2 separate regions of the Drosophila melanogaster genome follow, and region 1 is linked to region 2. A link is a contact called in public Hi-C data. All regions are on one chromosome and are shown on one strand. Each heading gives the region's core, a stretch centred on a gene start, on an enhancer-like site or on the middle of the called end of the contact. The rest is flanking DNA. Distances are from core to core; before and after follow the strand shown.

Region 1 (7,271 bases), core at 3,719-6,218, 760 kb after region 2:
TGGAGAAGTTGTGCGAGGCCCAGTTAAGGGAAGTCTTCCAGGAGTTGGCCAAAGCTTCGCTGAATTTCGCTCGGAAATGTTCGCGTGCTTTTTCCTCCGTGTAGTCCAGCACCTAAAAACAGAATACAACGTATAGTTACTCAGGCCTAAATCGAAAATGTACTCTTAGACTCACTAAAGTTTCCCGTAGGTAGTCCAAATCCTTTTCGGAGGACAGTTCTGGCAGTCCCGTTGAAATCATCATTGAGAACAGCGATAGAATAAGGCAGCCGTGTTTGCGTAAAACTAGAAAGGCCTGCAAATGTAAGTAATACTCATGTTACTATATATATTTATCATTTGATTATGGTTTGATAGACGTACGCGCTCGCACAATTCCTGAAAATGACAAAACTCTTTAGACTCGCGGTCATTGAAGCCCTTGTTGATTACGTAGACAAAGTCGTGGGTCAAGACAAAGGGCACTCGTTCTCGACGTACTCCAAGCTTTTCCTTGAAGTGGCCCAGGATGTGGCCAAAATCGATGTGAAAAAGCTGCAAACGAAATGACACTTTAAAATTTGTTCCATGCACATCAACATGTTGACACCAACCTGTCCATTTCGCTTGACCATTATATTGTCCGAGTGTCGATCAGCTACGCCAAGCACATAGGTGGCCACGCAGTAGCCTGCACAGCTGAGCGTGAACTCGTTGATGGCTTTGTTCAGTTTGTCGGCGGGCTTGTTGTGCTCTTTGAGCCAACTGAGAAGCGAGCCCTTCTTGAACGGCGACGTGGCGGAGAACATGCCCTTTTCCTTTTGTATGTTGGCAATGGTTTCTGCGTGGCGCACCACCTCGATCATGCCCAGGCTCTTCTCCATGCTGATGCAGTTGTAGATGTTCATGCGGAAGTCCATACTGGAATGTGCAAGGATAAATAAAATTCTATATACACTCTTTGCACTTTAGCTTACCCATCGCGTTTCCACAGCTGGTCCATCACACGCAACATCTGCAACGTGAGCATGTCCTGGCGGAGATCGTCACCGTTTTTGAAAATGATGTGCACATCGCTGGCGTTGACGTCAGCATTCTCGAATACCACCCATAGCGGTCGCATCTTGCTATCCATTACCTTGCACCTATCGGGAGTTACACCACTGCACCGGAAGCTGGGATTAAGTGGATTTTGGATGTTCTGAAAGACAGCCGAGTTGCGCTGGTCCCGCAGAAAGTCCTGCAGCATGGTCTTCACCTTTTCCTTGCTGCCCTTCTTGGCAATCAGAGATCCCTGTTTCAGCTTCTCTAGCACATGAAGCTGCTTCCGCAGCGGCGCCACGTGATGTTTGCAACCCTTGAGGTATACCTCCAGCAGTAGGCCAAAGCGTGTTTGCATAGACGGCGTCTGCATCTCAGAGCGTAGGTGCCAGAAGAAGTAGTGGCCGATGCGTTGGTTGCGCAGTGCCCGCTCCAGCAGAAACACTACCAGATCGCTTTCCAGGTACGATTCGTGCTTGATGGCCTGTACCAATTGCAGCAGATACAGGAGCAAGTCTTCGTCTCTGTCGGTAAAGAAAAATGTATTCAATAAAAATTTGCAAATAACCGATCTTGCGCACTGATTATGTTCTCTTTAAAGGATTTATAATCAATGTTATCAAACAGTCCCGATAGTCAGTTCTGATAGCCTTATCCCTATTCGAAATGGCCATTAAATAAATAACCGAAGAAATCACATTAAACTGGTAAAACGTGTATCTTACTTCAGAAAGTGTAAGCACCGGATGGCAAAGCGTCTCACTGCCGGATCTGGATAGGCGTAGTCCAGTAGCTCCAAGGAGCGTTCTATAGAAATAAGCGGCCACTGTTTGAGAAGATACCACATATCCGCTACGTCATCACGCTCCTTCCAATAGACGCAGTGAAGTAAGATGGACAGCTCTTCCGGAAGCTCACGCAAAATGTCGTTTCTGCAAGGAAAGGGGATGGTTACAGAGAACGAATATTGGATGTTTATATGTTGCATATTAACCTGCGTTCCCAAATGGCATTGCGGTCCTGGTCAACCATCTCATAGATCTTATCCAGTCCTGTATAATTGGCCATAAGCTCCTTCAGTTCTTTGATCGGCTTTTCTGGCCCTGCCAGTTGCCGTTGCAGTCGATTGACCTGCTCTCGATCCGCAGCGTACTGCAACACGACCTCCTCGCTGGGATACCGCACCGTTCCGGTTCCGCTGCTGAGGAATGTGAGGTCCACCAGCGCACATTCCTCTTTGCGCGGATTGGGTTCGATGGTGCCCAGCGGATGGAAAACCTCAACCGACTGAATGTCGTCAGCATACGTCCACGTGTACAGCGTATGGCGACCGGTGCGCAGGATGTCCTTGTGGTCGAAAATTGTTGTGTTGACCCAGGCCAGCGGGTTTTTGTTGTACGGGACGTCTTTCAGAGCGATGTCCTTATTGTTGGACGATTTCTTCGAGCGCGACATCTTGGTCACCTCGAAGATCACAATGCAGAGGCGTGTCATCCGCGGTAGGTTGCGCATCTGTATGTCAAAGTCCATCACCAGGTCATTAAACAGGAACGTGTCAAAGTTGCCGTTAGGGGAGTCCGTTGATCGCTGGGCGCATAACTTCTTGTCGCCGTGATATAGGCACACATGCACGCCCACCTTGAGGGCACGCGTCTTGTCAAAGTTCACATTGGAAATGCTGTGCAGCGTCAACTGAAAGTAGTTGCCCATGTCCCACAGCGAGGAGATCGACTTGTGGAGGTGGACTGTCCGTTTCTTCGGCAGCGGTCGTTTGGTTACCATGGCCTGCTCGTTGTGGTGGTTGATGTAGGACTCTAGGCGGTAAACTGATTGCAACACCACATTTGGAACCGCCGAGTCCGAGAGCATCTCTTGGATGTACAGGAACTGAATCAGGGGATAGTCGCCAAGCAGGTACTCGTCGCGACCGCTCACTTTGAGTATGTAGTCGGAGGTCCGGTCGTTCATTTTCATCTGCGACCGATTCATCTTCTGCAGCGTGCTTTCCGTGAGCGAGAAGGGAGTGTCCTGCTCGTTCACCGACAACGTAAACGTGCTCTGGTCGTTCTCGTTCTTTACGACGATGAGAAAGGTTCTGGTCGGATGCCGCTCCCGTATCAGCTCGGGCATTTTAGTCGAGTTCGCCAGTCGCAGAGGATGCTCGTAGAGCAGTCTCTGCTGCCAGGTGTAGGCGGAGCGCTCCAGTTCGATGTTGTCGCAAGTTTGGGTCATATACAGCCGGAAGTCGTCAATCTCGGGCGAGCCGTGCGTTCGATTATGATCGAAGGTGGTGCCGATCATTCCGTTAACCATCTTGGTCAGCTCGTAGTCGCTGCTAAAGCTCGTTGTGTCGGTGCGCTCGCCGAGGCTGAGGATGCCGAAGTACGGCTGGACCTCACTGAGTCGCTTCGTTTCGTCGGTGTAAGGTTCGATGTTGAAGGTCGAGATGCCGTACACCTGGTACTCGCAGGCCTCTTTGATCACATAGCCCAGTGGCATCTGTTTGGCCTGGTTGACCATCTCCACCTTGATTACCTGGATGGTGTTGGCCGGATTGACCCTGAGCTCCAGCAGGAATCCATTGGGCAACAGGCAGATTAGGTCCACCCAGTTCAGCATCTCGTTTTTCCACAGGTTAACCGAAAAGCGCATGCAGGGCGGCTCCGCTTCTTCCGGCGGTGTCTCATACTTGGGCTGGTGGGCCACGTAGGCCAACGCCCGGTTGTCCATCATGTTCATGACTATTTGATCTTCAAGTTCGGATTTTGGATCTGGTGCCTCGGATCTTGAGGATCACCAGCTCCTCCTAATTAGACTTTTCAATGGCCTCTTTCAGGCTACGGAGGCTAGTTGTCCCGCATTTCGCTGGTTACCTTATCAACAGATTGTTGTTTTCAAAGTTTTCCATTTAAATCAGCACGCCAATCTCTCTGCGAATAAATAAGAAGGTGGCGCCGGGTTACTTGAAAGAAAACATATGGCGATATATGTACCGATAATTGTTTTGGTGTCGAATTACGGAAATTACTAAAAATCAACCGCCCACCCGTTGATAAGAAGGCGACCCCTTCCCTTGGCTTTGCCCTCGAGATGATCAGAGATCTGGATAACATCCATTGATGCACTGTAAAACTGAGTTGGTTCTAACCGCCCTTTACCACATGGGATAAAATAGAAAAGCAGCCTCTAAAATCGTCGGTTCTTGTTAATTAAAACAAAAACGCTGACTTTTATTTAGTATGAATCACACAGTCATAAGTTGTTGGCTGGGGGTGGGAGGGGTCAACTTGAAAACAAAAACAAGAATTCAGGGTCAGCCAAGGCGACCTATGAATGCCCTTACGTGTTTTTTTTTGCAATTTTAGGCAGTTGAATGACTGAAGTAAGCAGGATTTATAACGAATTCGATATGGCCGTTGAAAGAAAAGTTTCCATAATGAAAATCTAAGCCATTAAGGCATATTTCAGAGCCAAATGTTCAAATTCCGTGACCGAACGGGTGGAGTTGATACCGCGGAAAGGGTATAAAAAAGTTACGCGGCACCGATGTCTCATCTCTAAGTCGCGATGCCACAAAAATGGAAATTGCAGACAGTCAGAAAAGTCTTGAAAAGCACACGGATTGGCAAGTTTTCATCGAAGTTTCACTTGCATTGTGGCGCAGCTCGTTTGTTTTTGTTTTTTGCTTCCATTTTGGCCAGCCCTCGCCTTTATAGCGATTTTTTTTTGGGTGTGAGCTGCGCAGTTTACGCTGCTCCTTACTTGATTCTCTGCACCGGCACCTTCAGTTGGCCTCTGTCGGCCATTCCGCGGTATTGTTATTTTTCAAACGCACCGTGCAATCGGCTCAAATTTGTGTTCGATTAAGGAATATTAAATTGTTTTTATTTGTATTGTTGAGATCGTGCTGTTAAGCGTCTGTTAACGAACACAGGGTGACTCCTGTTGAACACAGGGCGTTCTAGGCTGGCGCTGGTTAATATCGATAGTGTTTCATTCGATTGTTATATCGATATAGGTTACAGTTGGCATCAGTATTTATAAAATATACACAAATACACGGTGCTAATAAATTCTTGTTCGTAAACAGTCATAACAGGAAATTGCATGTTAAAAAAAAAATAAATAAAAATAATTAACAGTTCCTAAGAATCAAATTCTTTTAGATAAAATCATAGCATACAAAATAAAATTCAACAAAAAGTAACAGTCGATAGTGATTCACTGCTTAACTGATTTAAATAATATCGATATTACTGTTGTTGAGTTGACAAGCAGTGCAAAGTAACAGAAACGATGACCACCTTATCGCGTTTTGGTATTTATATATGTATGCTATCAGAAATGAGATATTTCAGCATCAGTTGGGATTTCAAATATTTCACTTGGGAACAAATTTTTAGATGTGTATGAATAAAAATAATAAATGCGTCTTCCAAATACTTGTTCGGCCTTGTTAAATTAATTTTAATTTATAAATTTAAGCCAATGGACATAAAAATCAATGATTTTGGGTAGATTATGATTTAGTTATTAAGCTGGCTTTAATCTTTGGAGAAAAGTACGAAGCCCCCTGCGTGCGACACTGATTAACAGCATTCACTTGCGATATTTCGGTCACACAGAGCGCTTAACAGCATATCGTGCCAAAATGAGGAGATATATTCTAAAACAGTAAGAGGTTACACTGTTTGTTGACAAAAAGGTAAACAAAGTGAAAATTTCGCAAAATGTGCAAAATAATTAAGTAAGGGTCAGTAAAAGGTGCTACTGGTTAATCGGACCATAACAACTACCCATTTAACACATACCATGCATGACTTGGATATCTCGTGAAGTACACAAACCAAAACAATGAGCGACTCCGACGAAGGTGAGATAACACAACTTTTAGTGAAATTATGCACAATATGCTAGTTTTGCGCAAATTTAGTCAGAGTGCAAATGAGCATTATACGCTTGACTATGCAAATTACCTAAGTGGTGCAATTAAAACTTCAACCAGTTGTTATTGGTTTTTCAACAACACCAGCAAGGGCACAGGGTGACATTGGTGCAATGGAAGTGGGCGCGCAAAAACTTTTTTCAAACAGCCACCCCCCACAGAAGCAACTGGTGCAACCACTGGACCATCCGACACCCACGAAGAGACAAATCAAAACAAATGCCACGCACTCACCCAATGCCACATTCTTGAACAAGTGCAACAGTTGCCGCGCTTCTTGGGCTCCGACTTGCGCAGTGCGACATAAAACGGCCTGGATCAATGACCACAAAAACGTGGCCATCGATTTTCCGCAGTTCAGTTTTTGCTAGCGGCGCGTTCGGTCATCATACCGATGCCAATTAATTTTTGGGGCTTATTCGCACCGATTTGGGTTACATAATGTCATGGAAATTCAGCATGGAACATCCCAAAACTGGAACTGAAACAGCTCTGGAAGCCTGTGACTACTTCGTGGATGAGGTCATTGAGGCATCCTCAATACGGGGTGGGAATTGGTTTATTCCAAAGGTGCTGTGTATTAGTTAACCAAGCAAAACTTATCTTTCACAGATGCCCGCGAGGAAGTGCGTCAGATCAAGCACGGGGAGCTGCGAACGGCAGTGATCTCTGGCGATGAGCGGACTGTGCGGGTGCTGCTGGCAGCTCTTGGAACTGAGCGTCAGATTATAGTCAATATGGCTCCTTCAGGAGCAAACACCCTTCTATTCCTGTGAGAAAAAGTCTTTTAGAATTAGTCCATTTTGAGCCAAACTAATATCGGTCTCGTTTTAGAGCCTGCCAGTCTGGTTACGAGAGCATTACACAGCGATTGCTGGATGCTGGAGCGGATGGTCGCTCCCATGCCGTGACCAAGTACTCACCCTTGTACGCCGCCGTCCATAGCGGTCACTTGGGCATTGCCCGACTGATGCTAGACCATTTTCCAGAACTGATCCAGCAGCCGACTGTAGAGCGCTGGCTGCCGCTGCACGCCGCCTGCATCAATGGACACATCAAGCTGCTGGAACTCCTTATCAGCTACAGTTATCCCGACTACCTCTACCAGACATATCGCGACGAGGAGGGCCAGTGGGAATGGCGGCTCCCCTTCGACGCTAACGCTCATGATGTGACGGGTCAGACGAGTCTGTATATTGCCAGCATCCTAGGAAACAAGCAGCTGGTTGGTGTGCTTCTAAAGTGGCAGCTCCATTGCCGGCGTACGTTGGGCGATTCCGCCAGCTCGGTGAGCACTCCTATTACG
Region 2 (7,119 bases), core at 77-2,576:
CTCTCTTTCGGAAACGATGCCCAGAAGAAGGACTACATCACACCGTTTACCACCGGCGAACGAGTGGGCTGCTTCGCGCTCTCTGAACCTGGAAACGGATCCGATGCTGGAGCTGCTTCCACCATAGCAACCGACAAGGGAGATCACTTCGTGCTGAATGGCACCAAGGCCTGGATCACAAATGCCTTCGAGGCGGAGGCAGCCATTGTGTTCGCCACCACCAACAAGCAGCTGAAGCACAAGGGCATCTCCGCATTCATTGTGCCCAAGGCTACCAAGGGCTTCTCGCTGGGCAAAAAGGAGGATAAGCTGGGCATCCGGGGATCTTCGACGTGCCAGCTAATTTTCGAGGACTGCGTGGTGCCCAAGGAGAACATGCTGGGCGAGCCGGGTTTCGGTTTCAAGATTGCCATGCAGACGCTGGACGCCGGCCGCATAGGAATCGCTGGCCAGGCGCTGGGCATTGGTCAGGCTGCCCTCGAATTGGCCGTGGACTACGCCCAGAAGCGACAGGCCTTCGGCAAGCCCATTGCCAAGCTCCAGTCCATCCAGCAAAAGATCGCGGACATGTCGTTGGCCATGGAGTCGGCACGTCTGCTCACCTGGCGCGCCGCCTGGCTGAAGGACCAAAAGCAGCCCTACACCAAAGAAGCTGCAATGGCCAAGCTGGCTGCCTCGGAGGCGGCCACCTTGTGCTCCCACCAGTGTATCCAGATCCTGGGCGGAATGGGCTACGTGACCGACATGGCGGCCGAGCGTCATTACAGGGACGCCCGCATCACTGAGATCTACGAGGGCACCTCCGAAATCCAGCGACTGGTGATCGCGGGCTCCATTCTAAAGGAATATGCTAGTTAAGATCAAAGTTATATATCCGTACTACTTGTGTCTCGTTTAATAAAGAACGTTTTTAATATACTATTTTGCTAGTTCTATTGAGTTGTATAATTGTTTATAATAGATAGAAATACATGAAAAAAACACCTACAACATTTTAATTCTTTAGAAAAAGTTAGCAAAACAATAAATCTTCGTTCAAAAAGTAAAGTAAAATAAGTGAAACTCTTGACTACTTTTTAGACGTTGCATATTTGTAAATTAATTAAAATAATGAACCTTAAGTGCTTTTAAAATATATTTATAAACAAAGCTTATTATTTTATATGCCTAATTATATTATATCTTTTAAACCAAATTTTAAATGACTCAAAAAAATGGGAACTTGGCGCCAAAACTGCAGCAAGGCTTTGTCGGTTAGCATATTTGTGTGGTATTTTTGTGACTTCATTCGGTATATTGCTGGTAGCTGTGCAGCGGTCACACAGCAAAAGCAAAAAGTTTCTTTATTTATTTGATAATTATTCGTTACGCGGTAATTAACGCGATGCAAGTGCAGCAGGAACGTGGTAATGAGAGTTTTTGCCACTGAGCTGCGCGTGTCGGCCGTCCAGAAAGTGCAGAAATCGCGTGAAGTGCGCGAAATCCGTCCAAGAGCAGAAAAGTGCCAAGAATAGCTGCGATGGAAACAGCGATGGATGTGGTGTGTGTAATGGATACGGCGGTGGGCGACCATCTGGAGGACCGCCAGTGTGCGCTGGAGGAGATCAAGCAGGCAGTGCAGTCGGCGGGCGCCAACTTTCAGCGGGTTCAGGTGCGCCAGCTTGGTTATACAATGGCATATGGGTGATTTGACTTACATCCCCCCCACTTGGCATCCTTGCAGTTCGAGCGCCTGGACTTCGGCGAGACGAATGTGCTGGAGACGTTTTACAACGCCGATGTGGCCATTATCGACCTGAGCATTCTCACCCAGCAGCGGCCGCTTTCCTATCACTACGGCGTTAGGGAGAGCTTCGGGATGAAGGAGAACATCCTCACCTACAACGACATCGATTCCAAGCAGACGCTCAGTCTCAAGGTGCGTTCGGAAGTGTTTACCTGGCCGGGCGTGCCTGGCAAACATCTGCGTTCGTGATCGGGAATCCGCTTCCGATAAGATAAATGCTATGACCAGCAACTGCGTGGACTCCTGGACTAGTTGTTCTTGCTGATCTTTCTACAGTCGAGCTTCCACAACGCGAACTGAGTTTATAACAAGTCTCTAACCTAGGTGCTTAGACACCTCTTTCTGGAAAATGACTAAAAATTATTCTATCTACTAGTCTTCCTTTAGCAAATTGCAAAAGAAACCGAAAAACTTCCTCTTTCCAGAGGTTAATAACTAAAACCTCTTTCCCATATGGCAGCCAATAATTTGAACTATGGAAGTTCGACTGTATTTCCGTCGAATCGTTTTCGTTATTTTTGTTTTGGCTGCGGCCATAAAGCAACAAAAGCATTGGCCCAGCAATAACAATAACAAATGCGAGCACGCCCACGCAAACACTCAAAGAGGCACGCACACACTAACAGCACGGTGTACACCAACGCAGCGTGGCCTGCATTCACAGTGGCGGTCATTAAATTAGGTACACTCTACTCCCCTTGCAGCTCTCGTGTGCCAACTACCTGTTTCTCAGCTACAAGCGGAATGCGGAGACCAATTCCTGCCACCTGACCAGCCAGCCCAACAGCGGCAACAACAGCAAGGAACCCAATGCCGAAGGACGAGTGCCCACTTTGCAGTGGCGCCTCAAGCGAAAGCTGCAAGATGTTGAGATCCAGTCGAAGTGAGTACAATCTAGGGAGTCCCCTTTTGCAGTAAGTCATGCACGGTGATTGCATATCGGAACACTATTTATAACATCCCCTGCGGCAGATTGGCTGCAAAAGTCACGCCCTGCATCTAAAATGAATCAGACCGATTTATTGTGTTGGCCTTGGAATTGCATATAAAATATCAATAATCGCTGAAAATTCTTAAGTCTCTTTATAGTATCATAATTGTCCTTTCAATTTAAATTACTTCGAACTTTAGTGATACTACTACGGGTTAACAAGTAATGAAATGAAAGTAATTGAAATCTTAAATTTGGTGTACCAGATAGATGCTAAGTTAATTAGTCTTTCAGCCAGAGCACGAAACACTGTTCCTATTATGCATTATTTGTGTACCTAAAAACTAAACGAAGCTATTTTCGGTTATTTACAGAGCCCACATGCGTGAGAAATTTCTGAGTGACATGCGAACGGCGCGGGACACGTACGCCACCAACGGCGCCAAGCTGCAGAGTATATTGCACGAGATGCGAAAGCGGCTGGACGATCCGCATGTCCTGTCTGGCGAAGTGGTACACAGTTTCATGTGCTCGCTGAGGGATGTGCAGGACTACGATGCCATGGTGCGACTGGTCAATGACCTGAAGAACATACCCAACACCCGGAAGTACGTGGAGACGGGCAACATGAGTTTCCTGTACGCCTTCGCCCTGAACCGAAGAAATCGAAAGGGAGACCGTGAAAAGGCTCTGGAATCTTCGCTGAAGGCGCTGGAAAAGAAGGAGAACCACTTTCCGGACATGCTCTGCCTGTGCGGCCGCATCTACAAGGACATCTTTGTGGAATCCGACTACACGGACGCCACCAGTTTGGCGCACGCCATCAAGTGGTACCGCCAAAGCTTTGAGGTGCAGCCGAATGAGTATGCAGGCATCAATCTGGCTACTCTGCTGGTTATCGAGGGCAAGGAGTTTACCAATACGGAGGAGTTGCAGCACATCGGCATGACCTTAAACAATTTAATCGGTAAAAAGGGCAGCCTATCCTCGCTGAGTGAGTATTGGGATGTGGCCACCTTCTTTGAGATCTCCGTTTTGGCCAACGACTACGCCAAGGCGATTCAAGCTGCCGAGTGCATGTTCAAGCTAAAGCCACCCAACTGGTATCTGAAGTCGACCATCGGAAATATCTCTCTTATACATCGATTTCGAAAGAAGCCCGAGGAACGCCAGCCGCCCATCGAGGAGCAGGTGTTCCAGTTCTGGATGGACTTCTTTCTGGAGGCCACCAACACCGAGGAGGTTAAGAACAGCATTCGCTTTCCGATTCTGGTTGGTACCCCTGATCTGCAGTTTAAGCTTTATTATTAACTCAAAACAAATTCCAGATCCTCGAGCCTCAGAAGATTTATATGCCCAGTTATGTGACTATAAACATGGATGCGGATGAGAAGTCCATTCAGATTGTGAACATCTGTTTGGCTCACGCAAAGAATGCGTGTAAGAAAATCCACGACTTCCTTTTCGTGGCATCGAAGATCAAGTCCGTCAGCCTTTACAAGAGGGATGATCGTTGTGCCTACTTGTACGTCCATCACAACTCAGATGATTTTCAAATATATTTTCCCTCCACTGAACGACGACAAAAGTTCTACGATATGATCCTGGAGATGACTGCAGATCAGGTGGTGTTTGTCAATCTCAGCAATGATGACGCTAATATCGAGGTAAGTTATTTATTATTCATATATACATATATTCCGGCCACTTTTGCTAATTATTATTAATTGTAGTACGAGTACGACTACGATGAGCAGAATCGCAAAATGGTGCTGGGCAAAGGTACTTATGGCACCGTGTACGCCGCCAGGGACAAGCAGACGCAGGTGCGAATCGCCATTAAGGAGGTGCCGGAAAAGAACTCGCAGGATGTGCAGCCACTGCACGAGGAGATTAAGTTACACTCTCAGCTGCGACATCGCAACATAGTTCGCTATTTGGGATCGTGCTCGGAGAACGGCTTCTTCAAGATCTTCATGGAGCAGGTGCCGGGAGGATCGCTTTCCGACCTCTTAGAGACCAAATGGGGTCCGCTCAAGGACAACGAGTCCACCATGGCCTTCTACTCCAAGCAGATCCTCGAGGGGCTGAAGTACCTTCACGAGCAGGACATTGTTCATCGCGATATAAAGGGTGACAACGTGCTGGTTAACACGTATAGCGGCGTGGTTAAGATCTCCGATTTCGGCACCTCCAAGCGGCTGGCCCGCATCAACCCGATGACGGAGACCTTTACGGGCACCTTGCAGTACATGGCGCCGGAGGTGATTGACCAGGGAGTACGCGGCTATGGCCCGGCGGCTGACATCTGGTCCTTTGGATGCACAAACGTTGAGATGGCTACGGGCAAACCACCGTTTATCGAGCTGGGTAGCGCCCATGCGGCCATGTTCAAGGTGGGCTTTTACAAGAAGCATCCGAACATACCCGAGGAGCTGTCCGCCAACGCAAAGAACTTTATTTTGCGTTGCTTTGCCATCAGCGTGATGGACCGACCCTCCGCCTCGCAACTTCTGGAAGATCCCTTCCTACAAGAGTGAGTTTGCTTAATTGTTTTGCCTAATTCCTTTCTAATTGCACTTTTAATTTTCTCAATAAGTAAACCCCGCAAGGTGCGCCCAGCCCTGCCCATCAATACTGAGTTCGGACGCAGCATTTCGGTGCCGGCTGATCGGTTTGTGCACAAAACCACACCGCCGCTGAGCTACAACACAACCTGCAATACGCCCACAACGCCGGAATTGGAGTAAGTTAAACGCTGCGACTATTCTTATCATGTTCGACCTTCCTCAATTACAAGCAGAGGTTATCTTATCTGTTGAAAATTATCATTTATATTTTGCTAATTTTAATGAATATAAAAATTTTTCCGTGCTTCTCTATATTTTCCCATATCGTCTACTATTATAAGAGTAACAAGTGCCTTTGCTTATCGTGTAGTTAACACATTGATTGTTGCTATCAGTAAAGTGCATATTTAATGATTGGAAAATGCGCACTCGGATTTTGATACTGAGAAGAGATAGCACTTGATGTATTGTAAAATAAACGTAATTTTATATTGTACTTTCTGTTTCCTATTTCAGCATAACGCATTCATCCTCGGTGGACATTGACGAGCTGCCCAGCAACCAGTTTATGCTTGAACGGCGAAATTCCCATGGATTTTTGCTCTCGCCAGAGATTGAACCTTCCACGCCGTCCTTGCGTACGAGCATTAGTGAGACGAGCGAGACTGACGGTTTTTACAGGCTTAAAAAGGATTCGCAGAGGCGGACAACGCTTTCCAAGGTGCTGGCACTAGACGAATCCAAGATCTGCGATATTTGGCTGAAGAAGGTCGACGCTGATCAGAACTCGATTGCGATTAGGAAAAGCGATTTGGAGGTTCTAATCCGAGGACTGCGGGACTACATTATGAACGAAAACGAAAAGCATTTGGAAGCGACTATCAACGAACTGAAACAAAAGCTGAACAACGACGCAGTTGCTCTGGACCATCTTCATTTGGCGCTGTACTCCTTTCAGGACGCCGTGGTCTGCGTACTGCGGTACCATTGCATCAAACCCCATTGGATGTTCGCATTGGATAATCTGGTTAAGCGGGCCGTCCAGGCGGCGGTCACTATTTTCTCTCCTGAACTGGGCGCCAATCTGGCGGACAAAGACCTGTCTGGAAATGATGATGAGAGCTTGCGTACAAGTCTAATGCAGAAGGGTTCCACCGAGAGCCAGGAAAAGCAGAGCCTGGAAAAAGTTCTTCCCACGAGCAACACTCGCGAAGGTGTGGGATTAACGCCTGCGGAATCGGGCGGGGATGCTCTGTCCAGTTCGATGGAGTGCGCGCGCATCCTGAGAGACATCCGTGACAATCAGCAGAAGCTGCAACGCCAGCTCCTTGAGCAGCAGCGGCAGAGCATGAGGGCCCTGCATAATATCAGTCAGGAGCTGGCTCACATTTACATGGGCGGCAGAAAGAGATTAAGGTTGGTAAACCAAGTAGGACATTGTAAATTTTATTATAATTCACAATTTCATCTTAACAGACGCACAATAAACGGCTTTAACAAAAAGTGCCATAGAATGAGTACCAGTGTGGGCGGAACGTCCGGAGTCCGTCCGAATATAGCGGGCAATCCCCGGAGGCAGCTAAACAAGCATCACTTTGGTCTTCACGAAGTAGACGAGCAGTTGGAGCAGTGGTTGACCCAGCAGGAAATAGACGAGTTCTCAAAGACGCTCATCCTGAATGAAGGTTTTACATTTGACGACTTTATCTATAACATGGAAAAGCTGGACCTCATGAGGCTGGGTCTGCGGTGCGTTAAAGCTTATAAGAAAAGTACACTTAATCCATGCTCAACTAACTTTTGGTATTTTGCAGCGTTGGCATCGAAGTGCG

Evidence for each region. A called contact is a pair of places that touch in the nucleus more often than the background predicts.
Region 1: a contact with region 2 is called in a Hi-C map of the Kc167 cell line, with 2.5 times the contacts expected there. The contact joins the promoter of Pi3K92E here to the promoter of Ask1 in region 2. A contact is called at or near these places in 12 of 107 Hi-C or Micro-C datasets (the Kc167 cell line, the ML-DmBG3-c2 cell line, the S2 cell line and 2 more).

Annotation. Positions count from the first base shown.
Region 1 is chr3R:20,629,764-20,637,034 of dm6, forward strand. It overlaps Pi3K92E (Phosphatidylinositol 3-kinase 92E), which reads right to left and starts at 4,969. Exons shown (of 8, transcript NM_169910.2): 1 at 4,856-4,969; 2 at 2,015-3,950; 3 at 1,746-1,952; 4 at 957-1,544; 5 at 594-900; 6 at 364-534; 7 at 176-295; 8 at 1-112. The coding sequence starts at 3,759. It overlaps Lrrk (Leucine-rich repeat kinase), which reads left to right and starts at 5,717. Exons shown (of 12, transcript NM_001275843.1): 1 at 5,717-5,893; 2 at 6,053-6,325; 3 at 6,578-6,737; 4 at 6,800-7,271. The coding sequence starts at 5,875.
Region 2 is chr3R:19,878,393-19,885,511 of dm6, forward strand. Ask1 (Apoptotic signal-regulating kinase 1) reads left to right here and starts at 1,327. Exons shown (of 9, transcript NM_206518.2): 1 at 1,327-1,651; 2 at 1,724-2,669; 3 at 3,092-3,989; 4 at 4,046-4,384; 5 at 4,451-5,253; 6 at 5,317-5,463; 7 at 5,804-6,703; 8 at 6,764-7,036; 9 at 7,102-7,119. The coding sequence starts at 3,099. It overlaps Arc42 (Activator-recruited cofactor subunit 42), which reads left to right. Exons shown (of 3, transcript NM_142583.3): 3 at 1-917. The coding sequence ends at 858.